Regions from separate parts of the Mus musculus genome. Here regions 1 and 2 are each linked to region 3. The links are chromatin contacts, called in public Hi-C and HiChIP or PLAC-seq maps. All regions are on one chromosome and are shown on one strand. The core of a region is the stretch at or near the end of the contact, and the rest is flanking DNA. Distances in the headings are between cores, read along the strand shown. Region 1 has its middle 32 kb from the start of Trib1. Region 2 has its middle 70 kb from the start of Trib1. Region 3 overlaps Nsmce2 (NSE2/MMS21 homolog, SMC5-SMC6 complex SUMO ligase).

The links. A called contact is a pair of places that touch in the nucleus more often than the background predicts. HiChIP or PLAC-seq counts read pairs in DNA pulled down with a chosen protein or histone mark.
Region 1: a contact with region 3 is called in a Hi-C map of bone marrow-derived macrophages, with 25 read pairs. The contact joins two enhancer-like sites. A contact is called at or near these places in 2 of 484 Hi-C or Micro-C datasets (bone marrow-derived macrophages and effector CD8 T cells), 5 of 115 datasets of contacts at active chromatin or transcription factors (embryonic basal ganglia, embryonic stem cells, heart atrium and 2 more) and 1 of 9 other capture datasets (embryonic stem cells).
Region 2: a contact with region 3 is called in a FOXA1 HiChIP or PLAC-seq map of pancreatic cancer cells. The contact joins two enhancer-like sites. A contact is called at or near these places in 3 of 484 Hi-C or Micro-C datasets (ECoMG-derived neutrophils, Th1 cells and nephron progenitors), 3 of 115 datasets of contacts at active chromatin or transcription factors (Th17 cells, fibro-adipogenic progenitors and pancreatic cancer cells) and 2 of 9 other capture datasets (bone marrow-derived macrophages and embryonic stem cells).

Annotation. Positions count from the first base shown.
Region 1 is chr15:59,679,066-59,682,638 of GRCm38.p6, forward strand. No RefSeq gene overlaps it. Among named protein-coding and RNA genes, the nearest start is that of Trib1, 32 kb to the left of the region's middle. Within about 2 kb of position 1,761, at least 192 of the 459 cell types and tissues checked have an H3K27ac peak or open chromatin away from gene starts, as enhancers often do. A contact at or near this core is called in bone marrow-derived macrophages and pancreatic cancer cells, where this site is marked.
Region 2 is chr15:59,717,200-59,721,025 of GRCm38.p6, forward strand. No RefSeq gene overlaps it. Among named protein-coding and RNA genes, the nearest start is that of Trib1, 70 kb to the left of the region's middle. Within about 2 kb of position 2,387, at least 17 of the 459 cell types and tissues checked have an H3K27ac peak or open chromatin away from gene starts, as enhancers often do. A contact at or near this core is called in bone marrow-derived macrophages and pancreatic cancer cells, where this site is marked.
Region 3 is chr15:59,410,762-59,414,284 of GRCm38.p6, forward strand. The region is part of intron 2 of Nsmce2 (NSE2/MMS21 homolog, SMC5-SMC6 complex SUMO ligase); the gene reads left to right. Among named protein-coding and RNA genes, the nearest start is that of Nsmce2, 38 kb to the left of the region's middle. Within about 2 kb of position 1,265, at least 110 of the 459 cell types and tissues checked have an H3K27ac peak or open chromatin away from gene starts, as enhancers often do. A contact at or near this core is called in bone marrow-derived macrophages and pancreatic cancer cells, where this site is marked.

The DNA of each region.
Region 1 (3,573 bases), core at 511-3,010, 270 kb after region 3:
CCTGTGTCACCAGCAACCACCTCTGTCTTCAATAAGCTTTCATTGGCCAAGAGGAAGCCTCAGATCTACGAAGCATCTGCCCTACATTTGAACACTGAGTAAGGCACACAGGGTGTGGCCTTTGGGGTCATACTTCTTCCTAGCTCCTGTCTCTGACATGCCGTGTGTATGGCTTGTGCCAGTATCAGTGCTATAGATGAGGAAACTTTGGTACACAGTTAAGTAATCCACCCACGACTGTTTAACCAGTAAGTAGCCGAACCACAAATCCTCACGGTGTGGCCCTGGGGCCTTGTTCTAGAAGCCTGAGCCATGTAGCAGGGTAGGAAACAACTCTAGAGGTCGAGGAGACGAGTGGAGGAGGGTTGTAGGGTTGCCTGCCTTTCCAGACTGATAGCCCGAACTCCTGGCTAGTTTGACTGCTGTTTGCCCTGTGACCGGTAGCTCTTTCTACATCTCAGTTTCCCTGTCCACACAGAGTTTAGAGTCTGTCTTGAGTTGCTGTGGGAGGCTTGACTGACAGTTCTTGGAAACCTCAGAGTTCTATATGAGCACAGCTATGGCGAGGATCTCTAAGAACTTCCCTGGCACCTAATATATCCCTGACAGAGCTGGCACTCCAATGGGTGAACAGTGGGCACCCTGATCTTCTTGCTCAGTCTGGAGAGCTGCAGGCCCCACCTGGAGGGCACTGTGTCAAACACAGACTTGAAGGAACAAGGCCTTCTATAGAATCTGTTCCAGGCCTGCTAACCTACAGCATACGAGGAAAGCCTACAGTTCATAGGCTGGGGACAGAGCCTTGCTTGGGACAGTTCTGTTGTCACTTTGGAAACCCACTGTCCCAGGCAAGAAGGATTAGAAGGGCAAGGGTACAGAGATGAGAGCAAAGGGGCTGGTGCCCTGTCAGAGTGAGCTTCTAGGATCTCCCCAAGAGAACTCTAGCAAAAAGCTATTAATTCCTCTCTAAGAAGTCGGGTCTCAGAGCTTTCCTTCTGGGATCAAATGAGATGTGACATCATAGGATGAATTGCCAGAGAACAGCATTGTGACTCTCACCCCCCAGTGAGCCCTGGGGTTTGGGGGACAGGTGTGGAATGGTTTTGTGAACTAAGGAAAAAGCAAATGTGGGGTGTGGTATCCTCACAGCAGCTCATCGCTGCTCTTCCCTCTGGTGCAACCTTTTCCGCTTTAGTCTTGTTTAAATCCCAACACTTCCCGTTCCAAATGAAGAACGTTCCAGAATGCTCCGTTAGCACACGGGTTAGTTTATGGGTGATTTATCAGGGCAGTTTCCTGGATTATGGCCTCATCTTCTCTCAGCAAATCCTGTTGAAACACACTTCTGTCAGCTGTAAACCCTGAATGTGGGAAAAGAGCTGACACACAGGCTCCGTCTCCGGAGTAGCGCATTCCCGAGTGTGGGCAGTTCACCAAGACCAGGAAACCTCCGGTTCGGCTCGAGAAGAGGTCACCCTGTGGGCAGGGGCAGCCCTCAGCTGATTGGGACTCGAAGGAACCAGGATTCAGAAATCCTAACCTGGTCTGCCTGGGTTACAGATTCTCTTGCCAGCCCTGGGGGACCAGCTTCCCTCTCCTACCCACTGACCAGTAACGACAGGCTGGATGTCTCTGGGACATTCCGGAACAGGACACAGCTGAGGTTTGACCCAGGCTGCATGGGTCTATGGACACTGGTGAACCGTGAACGGCTTGCCCTGGAGTGACCATCCTGTCCTCGGGCTCTGTAGAAACAGCCCGAGGCACTCAGCCCCAGCCTCCTTCCTGCTTACTGAGACCTTGACCTCTTGCGGTGCCTCTGTGGAGCTGCAGGGCGGCTAGGAAATGAGTTAAGCCGGCATTTCCCACTCCAAGGCTGAGCCCACCCCCGTTTATCCAGCCTTCCCAGAGCAGCAAGGGCTATTTTTTTCCTTTTCTTTTCTTTCTCCCTTTGTAGCATTTCCTGGTTTTCAGCCGAATGAGTCACTTCCTTCTCTGGGTTCCACATAAAACTCAAAAGGTAACTTTTCTCTATGAGTGGATTTTATTTTACCAACACTGATTTTTTTCCCCTTTCTCACTCTTATGGACATGGAAGATGTGCATATTTCTTTTCCTCTTTTCGCTTTGGTTTCTGGGAAGCCTGGAGTCCAGTATGAGGTTCCTCTTGATCAAGTGACTGCTCTGAGCCTTCTAAATTAACTTTGTCCCCGTTTTTCATCTTCAAGCCAAGCCTTTCTTTTTCCATTTTTGATTTTTATGGTATTTGTATTATCAATTTTATTTTAATTGAGGGTTTTATTTACATTTTATTCGAGCGTGTGCTTGAGCGCGTGTGTGCGCACGTAGAAGTCAGAGAACACTCTGTGGGAGTCCATTGTCTTCCTCCATTTTATGGGTCCTGGGGATTTGGTTACAAGCGTCTTTACCCACTGAACCATCTCACTGGCTCAGCAATAGTATTTTTCATGATAGAACTTACATAAATAAAATGTATCCAAGTCAAGTATAGAGTTTGAGGTGACTAATCTTGGTTTTTCAACTTAACTGTGTCTGGAATCAATAAGACCAGGTGCCAAGTGTTCCTGTGAGGGTTTTCTTGATTAGATTATTTGAAGTGGGAAGGTGGACCCTAAATGTGGGCGGCATCTTCTGGCTGCTGCACAGATAAGGGAACATGGAAGAGGGATTTTTTTTTTTTTTGTTTTGTTTTGTTTTGGTATTTTTGACACAGTGGTTCATTATATAAGCCCTGGCTGGCTTAGAACTCAGTGTGTAAACCAGCCTGGCCTCAAACTCATAAGATCATAAGAGACCCACCTGTCTCTGCATTTCTAGTGTTGGGCTTCAGTCTAATATTTGTGCCATGGGAATCAGAGAGATAACTAAGAGGTTTAGAGCAGTGGCTGATTTTCCAGAGGGCATGGGTTCAATTCCTGGCACCCACATGGCAGCTCACACCTGCTTGTAACTCCAGTTCCTCTTCTGGACTCTGCAAGAGGCTCGACGTATGTGCAGGCAAAATACAGCAGATTAAAAATTTTTTTTTGTAAATATTTATTTATTTTATTTATATGAGTACACTGTAGCTGTCTTCAGACACACCAGAAGGCATTGGATCCCATTACAGATGGTTGTGAGCCACCATGTGGTTGCTGGGATCTGAACTCAGGAAGAGCAGTCAGTGCTCTTAACTGCTAAGACATTTCTCCAGCCCCACAACAGACTTTTAAAAACATCTAATGGCAGTCTCGACACATCCTCAGCTGTGCACTTATTCTCATTGTGCCTTTAAGAAGCAGTTGGGGGCTGGGGAGATAGCTCAGTGGTTAGGAGCACTGGCTACTCTTCCAGAGGACCCAAGTTCAATTCCCAGTACCTACATGGCAGCTCACAACTGTCTTTTACTCCAGTTCCAGGGGCTGACATCCTTACATAGATGAATTCAGTCAAAATACCAAGGCACATTAAATAAATAAAAAAGAGAAGCAGTCAGAGTCCTGACTTTCTATAAAGGTCTCAGTTTCAGGGCTCCATGCCCTGAGGCTCTGTGACCGTGTCTTCTGTTCCCAA
Region 2 (3,826 bases), core at 1,137-3,636, 310 kb after region 3:
TAGAGTTTTGTGAAGCCCCACTTCCTGATACTTCTTCTCTTCATAACGGGCACGGAAGCAGCTGAGTTGGTCTTTTTTTGAGGTCCATTTGTGGGAGGTGACAGCCACTTTTTTTTTGACCCCCCAGTCTAGAAGTGACTCTGCAAAAGTCCCCACAGGGGACATGGTTTCTCTGACTAGTGACTAAGGCAAAACCCCTTTCCACTCATGAATTTCTTATTTTCTAACATTCCATAGTCTGGTAACTTTTGTTGGTGTGAGTAGCTGCTGTCAGAGGACTTCCACTATGTGGTGAAGGTGGGGGCTTTGTCACTACATTATCCTTGGTCCTCAGATGCCTTTTTGAGCAATCCTTCCTGGTGCTTGTTCTTTTACCTGAGAGATTCCTTCCCTGGCCTTGGCTAAGAGCTGTTGACTAGATTTCTATTGAAGTGCAGTAACTTAACAGCTGGCCCCCAGTCACTGATCCTTCCCTCTGAGAGGAGGGCTTGGGAACTATGGGACAGAAGATGGTGTTCCTCGCCTCCACCACACTACTCTTCCATCTCCTCAGGGCTTCTGGAACATGCCTAGGATTGGGATAGTGCTGGACCTATGGGGGGATGCGATGGGCTTCAGAGGGAGGAGGTTAGGACCCTTCTTTCCAGCCCTTAGCTCCACATCCCGCTTTTGCTTTATCTGTCCCAGTTTTGGGACCAAGTCTGATATCATGGCAGTGTGCTAGACCCACCTTGGCTAAATACTGAGAAATGCTAAAATTGGACATTTACATTATCTTTAGGAGTGTGGGATGGCTGAGGTCATACTATGTAGCCCAGGATAGCCTCTAACCCATGATCCTCCTGCCTCAGCCTCCTGATGCCATAATTTCAGGCATTTACACTATGTCTGGCTACTGTCAGTCTTTTATGTATGTATGTATGTATGTATGTATGTATGTATGTATGTATGTATATATGTATATATGTATTTATTTATTTTGCAGTGTTAGGGATTAAACTCAGAGCTCCCTGCATGCCAGGTAAGTGCTTTACTGGCGTTCAGTTTCTCAGCTTTCCTAATGAAGTTTCGGTTGCTTAGTTTAAGGCTATAGTTGGTGTTTAGTCAGAACCTTCCCATTTCCCACACCCATCCAAATTCCTTGTTCTAATTTCCTTTCTCTTGTGTTTAAATACTATGACAAAAAGCTACTTAGAAAATGACTTATTTCTGCTTCTAATTCTAGGTTTACCGTCCATCTTTGTGGTGACGTCAAGGCCAGAACTTCCAACTGCAGGCTTTTCAGCTCCCTGGAAGCCTGGGAGGTTCAGTGTGCACAGGTATAGGGTCCTCCCACTCAAAAATCTCACAGTCTTACAGTGGACCAGAGATCTCTCTCAGAAGACCTGCGGAGGCTGGGTGGGTGGCAGCACACAGATGGAGCTCAGGTCCAGTATAGAGAAGGCAGATATGGCCTCTGCTTTGGGGATCCACTGGAAGTAGCATCTTTATTGTTATCTAAGGGAAGGACAAGGTTTCCTGAAGGTGAGAAGCCAGAATGAGTCAGAACCAGGGAATGAAGGGGCTGGGTTTGCATCAAAGACTCGAGCAAGATGTCAGTTTGGTCATGAGTTACAAAGAACCCTAGTTCTGTGCAGGAAGGCTTTTGAAGACCTGATGCTTCCAGCTTGGTCAGTATGGGCACTTAGCAATCATTTCAATCATGCAAATCATTTCTCTCTTATCTGCCACGTTACCTACCATGGTGTCATGCTGGGGCCATGTCCTCTTAGGAAGGAAGACAGGACTGCTGCTGCTGAGCAGAGTCATCTGTAGGTGTGACCTGTGTAGTAGATGACAAGGGATTGCCTTCCACAGCAAAGAAACCTCCGAAGGTCTCTTCCCTGCATGTTCTCAGGGCCAGTGTCTGGTTTCCTGTCCACTGCTGAAGAGAGTGGATCAGAAAAGTCCTATGTTTGGAGAACCACAGATTACAGATGGAACTAGGCCTCTTCAGGGGACTGAGGCATGTACTTGCTACCATCAATCAAAAGCATGTATCATAGCAGACGAGGAATGTCTGGGACTCATGGGAGGGTGGGATCATACATCAATATAGTGTATGTTAATTCTGAGGGGCTTAGGGAGCCAAGGAAGATTTGGAGGAAGAGTGTAACCCAAGCAGTATGGGGCTTTAGAACAGTTTCTTCAGGATCAGTGTGGAGAGGAAAGGCCAGTTTGAGGAGGCTGAGAAACAACGGCAGTTCTGCAAGTAAGAGGTTGGTGTGTGATGAGAAAAGAGAGGGCTGAGGTGAGGGAGTGAAAGGGGTGGGAGGCAAGTTCTGATTCCCTGGTTCCCCACATCTGACTCACCCTGAGCTCAGTTAGCTCTCATGGGTCCACTCTCCATTTTCACAGCCGACTTCCTCCTCTGTGTCCTGGTCTCTCATCGGGCTCACGGTGCTGGCATCTACACCTCCCATTCTGACAGCTCCCACAAGGCTCCTCAGTGGTCCAGGGTGTGTGTGTGTGTGTGTGTGTGTGTGTGTGTGTGTGTGTGTGTGTGTGTGAGAGAGAGAGAGAGAGAGAGAGAGAGAGAGAGAGAGAGAGAGAGAGAATATCCTGGGATGTTTTGTTTCAGACTGGCCTCCCCTCTGTGCATGGTTGTGCATTCAGGAGCCTTTGCCATCCCCCTCACTAGATGTCAACAGCAGTCTGACCCCCACACTGTGTTTGCGGGCATGGAGGCATGTTCCCTAGTGTAGCCTCCCTCAGCCCTGAAGCAGGCTGATCCAGACTTTGACCTTGCTGCCACTGAGAAGGAAATTACCTAAGGTGGAGCCTTCTGACCTAGATGGCTCTTTTGTTCTGCCGCTGACCACTGCTCTCCCCAAGACACTGCTACCTGCTGAGAAGCCCCTGAGACATTCTGGAGGAACATGCTATTCTACACATCACCTACAGGCTGGCTCCAGACACCAAGAATGGACTAGCGGGGCATGGGCCTCCCCCTTTTATAAGTAGACTCTCTTAGTAAACTGGCGGGCCTTAAACAGAATCATGTCTTGGTCTCCATTAATCTCTCTTGGTCTAAGTCTCTTTCAGCCCCAGCCTGCCTCCCTGGTGTACCCGGTTCAAGTAGGCCGCAGGCCGGCACACAACACCCTGGGAGCCAAATCAGGAGCCTGCTGCCAACCCTTCTCCTCAGAGCTGCCTCATGCTCTTGAAATGGGAAGTCCGCTAAAGCTCCCATCTGCTGCCCATGGTAAACATCTCTAGAGGTCCCCTTCATGTCCCTTCTGCTACTGGCTTCTCCAGAGCCTCTGATTGTCTATCAGCTTCCTCCCCTACCACACCCAACATCCATTTTGGATGTTTCTCTCATCTTTGTAGGCTCTTAACATCTTTAATCTGGAGCTGAGTTCATCAGAGTGATGGGGAACCTAAAATTGTCTCTTAGAGCCACATAGCGGGAGCACTGACTTCCACTCCTGGCTTGCCTGGGCCTCATTTTCAGTGTTGATTGTCAGCAGGGTGTCTCTGGGGGCAATTTACCTCACCTCTCAACCTTATTTTTAAACCATACATAAAAGGAGTGTACTCTCAAGCTCATTTTAAACAGTGACAGTGTTTTTTAAAGTGTGAGCCATTGATTGGCAGGGCTGCAGTTGGCTTCATAATGATGCTGACAGTTCTTGTCCTGCAGGTAAGTAACAGCAGAAGCTGTGTCTAGCACATGACTCTCACTTGGGGGTATCTTCTGTGCCTGCCCTGCCCTCAGACTCTTTCAGAAATCTGTGTGCATTAGTGTTGGTACCAGGGGGCTGGAAGGAGACTGTAATAGTCT
Region 3 (3,523 bases), core at 15-2,514:
GCTTTGTAAGTTAATATATACCTGAAACTTTTTAGTTCTGAGGGCAAGATGATTTTAGGATTTGGACTAGTTATATTTGCAGATGAACTATCTACTCTGTAATGGATTTAGTTAAAAATATAGCTGGTTAGTGCTTATGCCAAGCCAGGCTCTTCTTTGAGCACTGTACCTACATGCTAACAACTTTATGAATTTGGTACTATTCTTTATCTTTTTCTTGTTTTAAAAGGTTTGCATTTTATTTTTATGGGTATGAGTATTTGCCTGCATAAATGAGTGTACACTACATGCATTCCTGGTGCTGATGGAGGCCTACGAGGGTATCAGATCTCCTTGATCAGGCGTTATAGGCTTTCCTGAGTTGTCATATGGGTGGTAGGAATCGAACCTTGGTCCCCTGCAAGAATCACAAGTGTTCTTAACCACTCAGCCACCTCTCCAGCCTTCAGTACTATTCTGATACCCATTATAGAGGTGTGGAAACAGTCTTTCCAAAGACTACACAGTCCACAAGAAAGAAATCAAGCAGACTGCCCCTTCAATTATGTGGTGTGCAGCTTCCCACGTCTGGGTTATTATGTGATGGGAGGGCTGTGGGGAGGCAGATGGCAGGAAGGTGGAAAGTCCTCCAGGATTTCTCCTGGACTTTGGGAAGAAACCAGCTGCTGACTGGTTATATCATACACCTGATACTGCACACTTACTTCTAGTGGGAGGCAGTTATAACATGGGCATTCAGTTTTAATTTTACCACACTAATATCTGTGTGGAGGAATAATTACAACTTTGAAGTTCAGTGTAGTGAGAAGTAACCAAGTTTCTATTAAACATTGCTCAAGCACTGAGTAAGTCATTAAATTCAACTCCTGATGAGTGTAGATTGCTTAATATCTGTCTGTCAGGAGACACACAGATAGACAGATAGATGTCACTAGATGTAGGTAATTGGATCTGAGTTTACAGAGAATTCAGGTTTTGGTTTGATTTTGACACAGAAGTTGAGAATATTGTTTATACTGTCATCTGTTTGTATTTCTCAAAAAAAAAGGTAAATGTCTTTTACAGAAAATATGGAAGAATCAAGTTCTCATATAAAGAGATCTGGAAATAACTTATTCCCAGTCTTTAGAAAATAAACTTTTCTGGCTGTGTGTGCCATTTAGTCTAAGGAATTTAAACTAAAGTCAGGCAACCCTTGCCACCATCCTTCTTCTTCGCCAAAATGGTCTGTGTATTTAATGACATTTCGTGTTTATCAGATTCTTCTAAGTGTGTGAGTCATGTTGACTCACAGTCAGCAATCCTTAGCAACACTAAATGTCTGCTTTGTCTTAGCTTGGTAAGTCACTAATAAAATACATGCTGCTGAATTTAATCAACTCCATGTAATTGGTTGTTTCTGTTCAGACATGCTTGTGTGTGGCTTTGTAGAATAGAAAAATTAACCTGATCCCACAGTTTTCTTGTTGTTTGTTTAGAACAAAACTTTAGAAAGCAGCTTGACCCTGGACAAAGCCGTGCAGCTGATTAGATATGCAGGTGGGAAGAATAAGTAGGTGACATTTGTCTTGAGGGTGTGTCTCTCTAGTGTGTGTGTGCACACATGTCCTACTTGTAAAAGTAAAGAGATTTTATGGGTTGATAAGAGCTGGAATACTAGGTCCTCTTCTGGACAGTAGAGAGATGTTAGAGAGGGGACCTTATATCTGAGATCATAGGGAGCTTTCAACAAGGGCACCTCAGAAATCCATGTGAGGTGTAGTGAAGTTCAAGGTCTTTGTATGTGGTTTGCTTGGAGAGACAAGGAGGGCAAAGCCTACATTTTGATGTTTTAGTGAAGGCTGGGCTAGTAAAGGCCTAGAGACTGTGAGTGACTTTCAGCTCTATTTCCCAACCCCCAGAGCTGGACCTCAGGGAAGTTTATTCCATGGGCTGCAGGCACAGCACCCCTGTGGTTAGGGAAGGCCCTGTTTAGAATAAGTAGGTCCAGAAGTGTACCTCTTACCCCCCCTCCCTCACTGACCTGGTTGCCGGTCTGGAATGGCAGTTGGGTTGCTCTGTTGATCATGACCAGGTGGACAAGGATATGCCATGATAAGAACTGCTTCCCCCACCTGCTTCTGCTTTTCAACCAGTGGCTTAGAAAATACTGAACAAACAGGCATGAGTCAACCCTGGATAGTACTGCATCTGAATGGGGAAAATAAATATCTCATGCTCCCATACTGCGCTACATAAAGACAGCATATTGCCATGCTTGTCACCTAGTTCTTAGCCACAAGTTGGAAGTTATTCCTCCTTAAGAGTCCATGTCCATAAAAGCAGCTTACTTGCCTCCTGCCCTCCTTTCTCAGACCAGTCTCTACTTTTGCCACGCTCTTCTACACCGGGACAACTGGCATCAGTGGCTATGGTTTCGCCTTCAACATTCATATTTGTTCCCGCCTCAGCCCATTATCTTCCTCTCATTAAAGCCTATAAATTTTGTTTGAAGTTGGGTTTGATTCTAGCACTAAGTCACCCATTTCTGCTTAATATACCTTCAATGCTCTTTCAGTGCTTCAAAGCAGGGAATAGTAAGAGTTATTGCTGTTGGTGCATTTTAGCATTGAGTAACAGATGACGTGTCTAATGAATAGCGTGGCTGCTGAGATTGCATAATTATAGGTTTGTCTGCCTTTAGGAAAACCATAAGCAGGCCAGCTTCATCCAGTTAGAGACTTCTCCAATTATGTAAGCATGAGAGTATTTCATTCTAAAATGAAGCCTTCTTCCAGTGATTCTGTTATTCTTTGTCTTGGGGTGGGGGTTGTTTTGTTTTATTTTGTTTTTTTGGGAGTTTGCCCCTGAGTAGGAAAAACAAAAACAAACAGAAACTGTCCTCAAGGGATGAGTTGTTTTGTGGCTCTTTCTGGACTAAGCCACACTTAATAATGTACATGAGGTCGTGCAGGCTACAGTGGTTCTGCATAGTGTTAGAAATAGGTCTGATTGGCATTGTTGGGTAGGTTTGTAGAACAGCCTAATGCTGGCATGCTTACAGACAGCTAGAATTTTATAGTGCAAAGCAGGGATTATCTGTGCCCTCTGGACTTGGTTTGCTGGGGTGGAGGTAGGGGGACATATTTCAGCTAGTTGTACTAACTTTAACTTCTTGGAACAATTTCTTAATTAATGTGCCAGGTGACAGGTTTCCCAGAGGCCTTGAGTTGCTCCCGTGGGTCTTCTCCATGTGTGCATTGGCTTGGAAATCAATATTCATTAAGTTCATGTAGATTCATTCAGTTACTGAGAGAAAGGGTTGGATCTAATACATTTGTAGGATGACATATTGAAGGAATTTCAATATTCCCACTTCTCTCAGACCTTGTTTACCTGGGGGAGAGCAATTAGATATATGTAATAAAAGTTATTTCTGATCATGAGTGCTGCTTAGGTTTTTTTGTAGGACTCTTGTTCCCCACCATTTCTCTATAGTTCTCTTTGTGACCTGACAGGAAGTTTGTAGTAGTTTCTGTCTGTG